Linked DNA regions of Mus musculus: all the other regions are linked to region 1. A link is a contact called in public HiChIP or PLAC-seq data. All regions are on one chromosome and are shown on one strand. Each heading gives the region's core, a stretch centred on a gene start, on an enhancer-like site or on the middle of the called end of the contact. The rest is flanking DNA. Distances are from core to core; before and after follow the strand shown. Region 1 has its middle 48 kb from the start of Gm36033. Region 2 has its middle 5.0 kb from the start of Gm39360. Region 3 holds the start of Scarletltr (Scarletltr, erythroid developmental long intergenic non-protein coding transcript).

The links. HiChIP or PLAC-seq counts read pairs in DNA pulled down with a chosen protein or histone mark.
Region 2: a contact with region 1 is called in an H3K27ac HiChIP or PLAC-seq map of heart atrium, with 3 times the contacts expected there. The contact joins two enhancer-like sites. A contact is called at or near these places in 2 of 15 datasets of contacts at CTCF or cohesin (the G1E-ER4 cell line and embryonic stem cells), 20 of 484 Hi-C or Micro-C datasets (ECoMG myeloid progenitors, the G1E-ER4 cell line, the MPC-11 cell line and 13 more), 7 of 115 datasets of contacts at active chromatin or transcription factors (the HPC-7 cell line, bone marrow-derived macrophages, cardiomyocytes and 3 more) and 5 of 9 other capture datasets (adipose tissue, embryonic tail, liver and 2 more).
Region 3: an H3K4me3 HiChIP or PLAC-seq map of craniofacial prominence shows a contact between it and region 1, with 4 times the contacts expected there. The contact joins the promoter of Scarletltr here to the enhancer-like site in region 1. A contact is called at or near these places in 2 of 15 datasets of contacts at CTCF or cohesin (embryonic stem cells and hippocampal excitatory neurons), 13 of 484 Hi-C or Micro-C datasets (the G1E-ER4 cell line, bone marrow-derived macrophages, cortical neurons and 8 more), 20 of 115 datasets of contacts at active chromatin or transcription factors (the HPC-7 cell line, acute myeloid leukemia, bone marrow-derived macrophages and 14 more) and 1 of 9 other capture datasets (embryonic stem cells).

What each region holds. Positions count from the first base shown.
Region 1 is chr9:63,894,850-63,898,133 of GRCm38.p6, reverse strand. It overlaps the pseudogene Gm18541. Among named protein-coding and RNA genes, the nearest start is that of Gm36033, 48 kb to the left of the region's middle. Within about 2 kb of position 1,598, at least 113 of the 459 cell types and tissues checked have an H3K27ac peak or open chromatin away from gene starts, as enhancers often do. A contact at or near this core is called in adipose tissue, craniofacial prominence, embryonic fibroblasts and 4 more, where this site is marked.
Region 2 is chr9:64,103,872-64,107,155 of GRCm38.p6, reverse strand. No RefSeq gene overlaps it. Among named protein-coding and RNA genes, the nearest start is that of Gm39360, 5.0 kb to the right of the region's middle. Within about 2 kb of position 1,720, at least 82 of the 459 cell types and tissues checked have an H3K27ac peak or open chromatin away from gene starts, as enhancers often do. A contact at or near this core is called in adipose tissue and heart atrium, where this site is marked.
Region 3 is chr9:64,079,157-64,082,440 of GRCm38.p6, reverse strand. It overlaps Scarletltr (Scarletltr, erythroid developmental long intergenic non-protein coding transcript), which reads right to left and starts at 1,680. Exons shown (of 3, transcript NR_040743.1): 1 at 1,605-1,680.

The DNA of each region.
Region 1 (3,284 bases), core at 349-2,848:
GCAACTTCCACGTCGTCCACCCCCAAATTAAATTTTAACATTTAAAATTTTATCTGATTTCAGGTATTGACAACAGTTTTTTGTTTTTTTTTAAGCCGACTTCACTTTATTACATGTTAGAAATCAATTACCTTTATGTTTCAGAACGAGGGATGAGATGAACTAATTACTAAGATCTTAAGTGGTGGGAAATATCATTTAGAGATTCGAGCATTTCTTTGTGGGCCTCATCAAGTATTAGACGGGCTGCCCATGGGGGTCCATTTGTCTCCACCTCCTTAGTGCTGGGATTACAAGCAAGAACCAGCACACACAACTTCATTTATATTCACTTATTTATTCATTTATTCTTCCAGGAAAAGTTAATCCAACATCCCCATATAGTCCTGATATCAAACTCAGGTCCTCATGACTCTAAAGCAAATACTTTATTGCCTGAGCCCATTTTATTTTTTTTAATATGTGTATTTGCATGTGTTTCTGTGTTGGGCATACATGTGAATGCCATTCTGTGCAGGTCCAGAAGACGGTAACAGATTCCTTGGAGCTGAAGTTACAAATGGTTGGTTATGATCTGAGCAATGTAGGTGCTGGGTGGTGGACTCTGGTCCTGGGCACTAGCAGTCTGTGCTCTTAACTGCTGAGCCATCACTCTGGCCCCTCAGAGGGCATTTTACATGAGGAAACGGCCTGAAGAAACTATAGAGATTGTTCCTTACCACACAGCCACACCACAAACTGCCTAGTCTCTGTGAGAGGAGCACCTTCTGCAGGTGGAGCACCTGCTGTGTGCCAGAAACCGGAAGGAGGTCCTCAGGGGCTGCGTTGGAGGGTCTGTTCAGAGGTAGCCAGGAGCGTCAGGGATTTGAGCCATCCCACTCCATTTCAGGGCACGAGTGTCTGCCCCCAAAGGGTTCTCAAACCGGGTAAGAGGGGACAAACATGGGGTGGGGCTGGGGCATGGGAGGGAGTAGTAAGAGCCCCAGCTGAGAGCCTGGTTTCTGTGGCAGAGAGAGAGAAGAAGAAGAAGGAGGAGGAGGAGGAGGAGGAGGAGGAGGGAGAGGGAGAGAGAGAGAGAGAGAGAGGCACTGCCTCTTACAAAGGACCTAAGTTCAGTTCCCAGGACTCACATGGTGGCTCAAGGATCTGATGCCCTCCTCTGACCTCCTCAGGTGCCAGGTACCATGTGATACACAGACTGGCCTACACACACACACACCGGCCTACACACACACACACACACACACACATGCACATACACATGCACACACACACACATGCACACACACACGCCTGTGTGTCACCTTCCTCAGATCACCACACTAGATCCTCAGTGTGCACAGGATGGCACTTAGTAGGTTACACAGCAAACGTTTTCACCGATTAGGAACCTCCTAGGCTGACGCCCTAGGGGGAAGTAGTGGCCACTGCCCCCTACTCCTCCTGCACATTCCTGGGGCCAACGACTCAGACTTTCCACCCCCTGCGAAGTCGCTGCTGCCCGCTAGCCAAATTGTTTTTGCAGACCAGAGTCATAACTGCAGATTCTTCTAACCCTCCAGGGGTGAAACCACGGAAAGTATTTGAAGCATGCTGCCCGGGAATGTGCAGGCTTCCACAGAGGGCTTGGCAGGGCTCAGCGGTTTCTCAGCCCGCTCTGCTCTCTCAGTGGAGACTTCTGCCAGGGCTCTTGTTTCCAGTGAACGTTGGCTCAGTCCTTGCCAGGGTTCCGACCTTTTCTCCTGTAGAGGTGAACCCTATTACAGATCTGAAATCCCACACTCGCTCCTGGAAGCACAGGGTCTTGTCCCCGCTAGGAGCCACTAAGTCCCTGGCCTGGCATTAGCTGCTGCACAGTAAACTGCTCACATGTTCATGGAGGGTCTAGATGTCCTGAATAGAGGGATGTCTAATGAAAGGGGCCCCACAGAGAGCTGGGGAGATAGCTCAGTGAGTAAGGTGTGAGGATGAGGGCCCCCAAGTTCAATCCCCAGCACCCCAAAACAAGCTGGTGCATGCTTCCACCACTGAGGAGTCAAAGACAAATGGATCCTGGGGTTTGCCAGCCGTGTCAATCTAGCCTACTTGTTGAGTCTGGGGTGAGTGAGAGAACCTGTCTCCAAAATGAAACAAACAAAAGACCAGGGTGGCTGGTGACTAAGTGAAGTGATACCCAGGGTTGACCTCTGACCTCCACACACATGTGCACAGCCCCCCTCCCCGCAACACATACACATGCCCCATCCCAGACACACAAGGAGGGGGTCCTGCAGAGTGTTCCCTGTGACGTGTGCTAAGGACCAAGGCACTCTAGTCCCCTTCCCTCTCAGACCCCAACCCCCTCTACCTCCAAGGCTCACTCAGACCCCATCTTTGCCGGTCGACACTGATACTGCCAGTTGAGGTGGGTTTTGTTTTGACTGGGCTAGAGGGGATTTTTGCAGTTGAAGGCATCTTTGAGCTTTAGTAACCAATACTCACAGGAGTTTCACAGCATCCATGATGACATGGAGACAAGGAAAGACCAGGGAGAGTTGTCGGGGCGTTAAAACCTGCTGTGTGGCACACGTCTGTGAATCTGTTTGTCCTTCTGTCTTCGCCGGCAGTACTGACTGGGAAGTCCTATGTAGACCTTGAGGTGGGATGCAGCAGGAGAAGGGAGTGGAAAGCTCTTTCTACTCAGCACCCTGACAGCGTTTGCCCTCCATCTGCCTGTTGACCTGACCATGTAAATCAGCCCAGGGCACCTTGCCTTCTATCTCAGCTCCAGAAGCCATCTGAGATAAGCCGGCAACTGGGAAATGACACAAGTCACAGCCAGTTCTGAAGCCTGAGGCCCATACTCAAGGCCTACCAGGTGGGTCCAACCTTGCAACAGACATGTTAACATGAATTTGTCACCTACAAAGTTCATGCTTAAGAACTGGGCACACTCGTAGCTGGTCTTTGGCTACCTTGTGGGTTCTTCTTTCTTCCACCCTTCTCCACCCCTTTTCTTCCAGCCTTCCAGCCCCATTACACTAGAGAAGAGAGAAAAAAGGATAGAGAGAAAGGAATGAGACCCGTGAAGAAAGTCAGGCGTTGGAAAAGGGGTGACATTATTGATAGACTACTTCCTGCTGATTAGGGGCATCGAGTTTCTTGGGGCAAGTTTGGTCTTTGTCATCAGGATACCTAATTTCCTCTTGAATGTTTCTTCTTTGCATAGGACTACTTTACAAACTGCAACCAACAACAACCAACCAATGTGCCCCCAGGTGGGGTGTGTGTGTGCCCTAGCATTT
Region 2 (3,284 bases), core at 471-2,970, 210 kb before region 1:
AGCAAAGGTCCTAAAAATTCAATCCCAACAACCACATGAATGCTCACAACGATCTTTACAGCTACAGTGTACTCATATACATTAAATAAATAAATTAATTAATTAAAAAAATAGTTCTGCATGTGCAATTCCATACCAGTCTGTACACACTTACTAACAATGGAAATGAGTTTTATTTTTAGTTGTGTGTGTGCATATGATGTGTGCATGTGGGTGACCATGAAGACCAGAAGAGGGCATTGGATCCCCTGGAGTTAGAATAGAGGCTATGGATAGCATGCCAATGTGAGTGTTGAACTTGAGTCTTTTGGAAAGACAGAAGTGTTTTTAATGACTGAGCCATCTCTCCAGTCCCTGGAATCTGTGGTTTTCATAGATGCTGCCAAGTTATCCTTCATCAGAGATCTATGCGTTCTTCTTTTAGATTTATTTACTCCATGCATGTGTGTGTGTGTGTGAGAGAGAGAGAGAGAGAGAGAGAGAGAGAGAGAGCAGACAGGATGCTAAGATCTGAACTCTGATCCTCAGGGTAGGGCCTCAAGTGCTCTCTAGCTCCCAGGATTCTTTTTTTTTTTTTTTTTTTTTTTTTTTTTTTTTTTTTTTTTTTAGAAAAGGTCTCTTGCAGTCCATGCTGGCCTTGAATTTGCTATGTAGGTGAGAATGGCTTTGAACTTCTGATACTCCTGCCTCTGCTTCCCAAGTGATACCTGGTGTGTACCACCATGCCTAGTTACAGGATGCACGGGATTGGAGCCAAGGCACTGTGCATGATAGGCAAGTGCTCTACCAACTGAGCTTCATTGCCAGCCTCTCTCTTTCTTTCTTTCTTTCTTTCTTTCTTTCTTTCTTTCTTTCTTTGTTAATTTTTTTTTTTTAATTTGCATCAGTGTTTTGCCTGATATATGTCTGTGTGAGGGTGTTAGATCCACTGGAACTGAAATTACAGACAGTTGTGAGCTGCCATGTGGGTGCTGGGAATTGAACTCAGGACCTCTGGAAGAGCAGCCAGTGCTCTTAACCACTGAGCCATCTTTCCAGTCCTTTCTTCCTCTTCCTCTTCCTCTTCCTCTTCCTCTTCCTCTTCCTCTTCCTCTCTCTCTCTCTCTCTCTCTCTCTCTCTCTCTCTTTTGCTTCCTGGGTCCTGAGAAGAGCGGATGGGTGTGTTGTCCTCAACAGAGGCCTCAAACAATGAGGCTGCTGGCTGTGGACAGAAACCCCTACACCCACGAGCCAAAATAAACCTTCTCTCTTTGGGAGCTTCACTCTGCGATAGAGCTGATGTGGGCTTTCTGAAGTCACATGGAAGGGCAGTCATAATGTATCCCAGCTCTTGGTCACCCAGGATTTGGTTTGCAGGGCCCCACCCCCTCCCTGTCACCTCCCAGCCTGTCTGATTTGCCTGTACCAAAGAATAAAGGCAGAACCTTGGGCCCTCCTTCAATCCCCAAGGACTCAAAACAAACCCCTTACACTTCAAGAAAAGCTGGCCCAAGCCCTCTCTCCTTTGCTGATCTAGCCACCCGTCAAACCACGCTTGTCTTCAGTCACCCAGGCCAGGAAACCACACTGTGCCGCTTCACCCAGCTGGCTCCAACCTTGTCCCAGAGCAGGCTGGCTCTGCAACTCTGACCTTCTCTCCAAGCCCCCTCTCTTAGGCCATGAACCCCAGCCTAAGCGGTTTCCATCTCGATGTTACTGTGGCCAAGAAAACAGGAAGTGTCTGAGTCACCCCTTGTCCTCCTGGGCTTTGCCTCTTTAGAGTCAGGGAAGGACAAGGAGGGAAGAGGTTGGCTTCACAGAGTGCGAACCTCTTGCTGGGATCTCTCTTTCAGCTTGTGGGACCCAAGAGCCTTACTCAAGTTCTTGGGACTAGAGAAGGACATTGCCTTAGGATATGGACTTCAAGAGCTGCATCCTGCACCCTGCCAGTTGTGCGCCGGGGCCTTGGCTGGTGCCGCTCAGCTGGGGACACAAGAAAGCTTTAAAAGTTTTATTAAGCCAGGGTCACCTGCAGCCAATGCTGGCCACAAATTCCCCAGGTAGCTAAGGCTGACCTTGAACACCTGACCTTTCCACTCCTATCTCCCAAGTGCTGGGATTGCAGTGTGTGCCGTCCCTCTCAGTTGTGCCGTGCAGAGGATTGAATCTAGGGACTTGTGCAGCACACTAGATGAGTGCTCTACCAAGCTGAACTCCAGCCCTCGGTTTCCTGAATGCCTTTCGACCAGTTTTCACCTCTGCAGAGTGAGGCTAATCACACACCATGAGGTGATTCTGTGAGTATCACAGTCACTGGACTCATAAACTCAAAATCCTCTTGTCAAGCCCTATGCCATCCAGGCACAGTTCTGGGCACTGGAAAGAAAATAACAGCAACAGCCACGATGGCATGGACAGAGAGGGTCCCCTGTCACATGTCTCTGAACTCACAGGCTGTATGAAATAGGCCTTAGGACTTCGAAGCCACCATCTGCCATGCTCCCTCATCTCCCCAAACCGTCTGATGGCTAGCAGAGACACACTGACCCTGAGGTCCTCAGAGGTCCTCAGTTGCCATCCTAGAATTCCCCCTCCCCCAGCAGATGCTGATCCTTTCTCCTCCTTGTCACTGTGGGCTATGGGATGGGGAAGGAGGAGAAGGGGACCCTGGGAAACCCAAGTCCTGAGCTATCCCTCAAAGGAACACACATCACATCACACATAAGATAATCTTCCCTACCAAGCTGAGGTATGGTTCATGCTAGCATTTGGGTCACTATGGCCTAATTCAGGCTCTCTAATTCAGTCGGTTACATGTGGCAAGTGGCCCCCGTTATTGGGCAGCTCAGGTTCAACCTAACCATAAAGTCCCAACAATAGCATGACTACAGTTGAGTGCCATAGACGCCACTGGCTGGTGATTAAATGTGTGGGATTTTGTTTCCTTTCTGCTCCACTTTCTTTCTTTCTTTCTTTCTTTTTTTTTTTTTTATAAGATTTATTTATTTATTTATTATATGTAAGTACACTGTAGCTGTCTTCAGATGCACCAGAAGAGGGCATCAGATCTCATTACAGATGGTTGTGAGCCACCATGTGGTTGCTGGGACTTGAACTTCGGACCTTTGGAAGAGCAGTCAGGTGCTCTTACCCACTGAGCCATCTCACCAGCCCCTCTGCTCCACTTTCTTGGGGAAGAACTAAGGGGCCTTTGCGGGTGTTAGTTCCACCTGTTCCAGAAGCTTAATGTTTGCCTCAGAATCCTGAGTCACAAGGGAGACCATCATGTCTAATTCAAGAAACAG
Region 3 (3,284 bases), core at 431-2,930, 180 kb before region 1:
TAAATTGTGTTTATTTGTTTATTGTATGTGTATGTGTGTGTGTGTGTGTGCATGGGTGCATGAAAGCACATGTATACCATGGCACACATGTGGAGATCAGAGGACAATTCCAGAGAGTTGATTTTCTCCTACCAGGTGGATTCTAGGTTTGAATCTCAGGTCCTCAGGGTTGGCGGTGTCTCTATCTGCTAAGTATCTCATTGGCTCCTATAAAGAAATAAATCTAAAAAAGAGTTTATGAGTTTTGAGTCTTTCTAGTTTGGGCTTTACCACTGATTTCCTAGCTTGATGTGATGTACTTCTTCATAAAGGATGACAGACCCTGGGTGTGGTGGCGCACACCTTTGATCTCAGTGCTGAGACGCAAGAGATGGTCAGGGTCTGAGTTTCACTACAGAGTAGTCTACACAGCGAGAGCCTGGGGAAGGGAGGGAGCCAGAGACAGAGAGACAGAGAGACAGGGTCTAGACAGATGGATGGCTTAGTGGGTACTGAGTTCAAATCCTCAGAACTCACAGAAAGCTGGACATACAGATGGTACTATAAATCTGTAATCCCAAAATGGGGGCTGGGGGTGGGGTGGGGAAGAGACAAAATCCCCAAACCCAGCAGGTCAGACTGCCTCTCGTAGGCAGAGGTGAAGAAAAGACTGCCAAACAGAGTGAGAGGCAAGAGCCAACATCCAAGGTTGTTCTCTGACCTCCATCCACATATACACATCCTGTTGTGAGTGTTCACATATTAAATGTAAAAAGAAGGGAACACAGATCTTTCCGAGTTGTTAACTCTGACTTTTCTGGAGCTCACAGGCAAGGACTTAGTGGTCAGGGCTGTGAAACCCTTCCTTGCTTCAGGAAGAATCCTGCAGTTAGCTCTGGCTTGGTCTGTTATCCTGGAAGCAGAAGAATGTCCCGACTTAGTCCCCATTCCCCTAGAAAGCCAGGCTGTCCAGCAGTGTAGGAGTTTGGTACAATTTGTTCTCACACAACTGAAGAAGAGAAGCATCCACATGCCGGTGGTCCCAATGGGCCAGTCTTTGAGACAGGGCAGCCTAGGTTTATGACCCAGTGGAAGGAGGTAGGGGGCTGCTGAGGCTGGCCCAGGTTTTGGTGTGCTGAGGGCTCTGAAGGGAACACACCTTTGACCTGCACCTTTTATTTTGAATGACAAGATTATGGGGCGTGTCCTCTGGTCTCAGAAAGGACTGGGAATAGCAGGGAGATGGCATTGGAGGGTGGGTGGCTGCCACTCCAGCCTGTGTGGCTGGGGGTGGGGGTAGTGGGGTTCCCTGAATATCCTCCCCCCACCCCCTTGCCCCCCCCCCCCCCGCGCTGGCTCACCTCTGTGCTGACCTTGTCCTCTCCCATTTTATCCCCTTCCCCGCTTTGTTCTCTGTCATCTCTTCACTGTCTCTCCTCTCCTTCCTGCCTTCTTTCATCCCTTTCCCTCCTTCTACCCTCCCTCCTTCCCTCCCTCCCTCCCCACCTTAACCATTTCCATTTCTCTCCTCCTCACCCCTCCCCTCTTCTTCACTACCCTCACCCCTTCCTTCTCTCCGCTTCCTGCTCCTGCTTCTTCCCTCTTTGCAGTTGAGATAAACTTACCCAAAGCTACAGGAACACCAGAAGCTGTGTCTTCCCCCATCTTTTTGCTCCCTGGTCCGGTCCCTGCCCTGGGTCTGCTGCTGTCGGGCCCCACTTCCTCAGCTACAGAGTGCCTGCCCCACCCCTGCCCCTTTTCTGGTGCTGAATCATAACTGATGTGCAGGTGGGCCTCCGGTCACAGAGAAGTGTTCCTGGGGTAGGTATTTATCTGAATCCCCCAACTGCCCTATGAGGAGGGGGCTTGGCCCCTGTTCTCCAGATGCCTAAGGAGTCATGGGACATAACCATGGAGGTGACTTTCTGCTGACCTCTCATGACCCCTCTCTTTCCCCACAGGACACTTGGGCAGGTCATCTTGGGTCAAGAGTATAAGGCCATTATCCTTTTACTGCAAATGATAGGGTCACCGTGTGCATATGTACACAGTGTGGCCACCCCATGGATTTCTGGGGCTGAAAAAACTCCAGAAAGCACTTGAGTTCACCAGGATGCCAGAGAGGGTCAATGACAGAACATCCTGAAAATCGAACGTCTCGGTTTCACTTGACATTGTGTGACCTGTCCTGAGCATTTGATATGTATTAATTCACAGAACCACCCACGACCCCCTGTCTGTAAGGTAGATGCTGTTTGGAATCCTACTCTATGAGTAAGAAAAAGTGAGGCACAGAGAGGTCAACCAACTTCTCAGAGGACACACAGTTAGAATGTGGAAGGGCTGAGTCAGCACTTTTGGAGGGGAGGGCCACGTGGGCAGTAGGGTTCATTTTGCTTTGTTTCTAACACAGGGTGTTTTGTTTTGTTTTTAATAAGAGTGTGGGGGCTGGAGAGATGGCTCAGTGGTTAAGAGCGCTGACTGCTCTTCCAAAGGTCCTGAGTTCAAATCCCAGCAACCACATGGTGGCTCACAACCATCCGTAATGAAACCTGATGCCCTCTTCTGGAGTGTCTGAAGACAGCTACAGTGTACTCACATAATAAATAAATAAATAAATCACATAATAAATAAATAAATCTTAAAAAAAAATAAGAGTGTGGCCCCCTTAATCTTCTCTAAGCTCTGCCTGTCCCTGCCAATCACAGGGACAGCTCTTAACCTCCAAGAACTGGGACTTGGTGAAGACGATATTCTGGGGATTCCTGTGCCCCTCTGGTGGTCAGGGTTGTAGTAGGGTGTCTTCCAAAGCCTGGCAGGGCCTCCTCACAGCCTACAGACTGGGAGAGACTCAAGGCTCCTTCCTGCCCACTGCCATCTCTGCAGGAGCATAGACTATTCGCAGGGAGCCTGCATTGAGTGTTTGGGCAAGACCATAGGGTGCCAGTTCCACCTGCATGGCTGGGTGACCTCAGCCAAGTGTCTTTACCTCCTGGAGTCTCTTTCTGCTTCATCTGCTTCAGAGGCAAAGGTACAATGACTTTACGATGGGGTACACGCTAGCATCGCATCCCAGGCACATGGAATTGCTAAAGACGATTACAGTCTTGGGAGTCAACATTGCTACGGAGCCTGGAGGTGCCAGGCACACATTAGGGGCTGAGTAGACTGGAAGGGATAAGGCAGACGCCTCCCACTCTCTAGGACCTCAATGGTAGAGGCTACCATCCCAGTTTTCCTGTTGGTGTCCCTGGGGCATGGAAATGCTGTCATTCCCAAACTGGTGATGGCTATAGCAAGCTGAG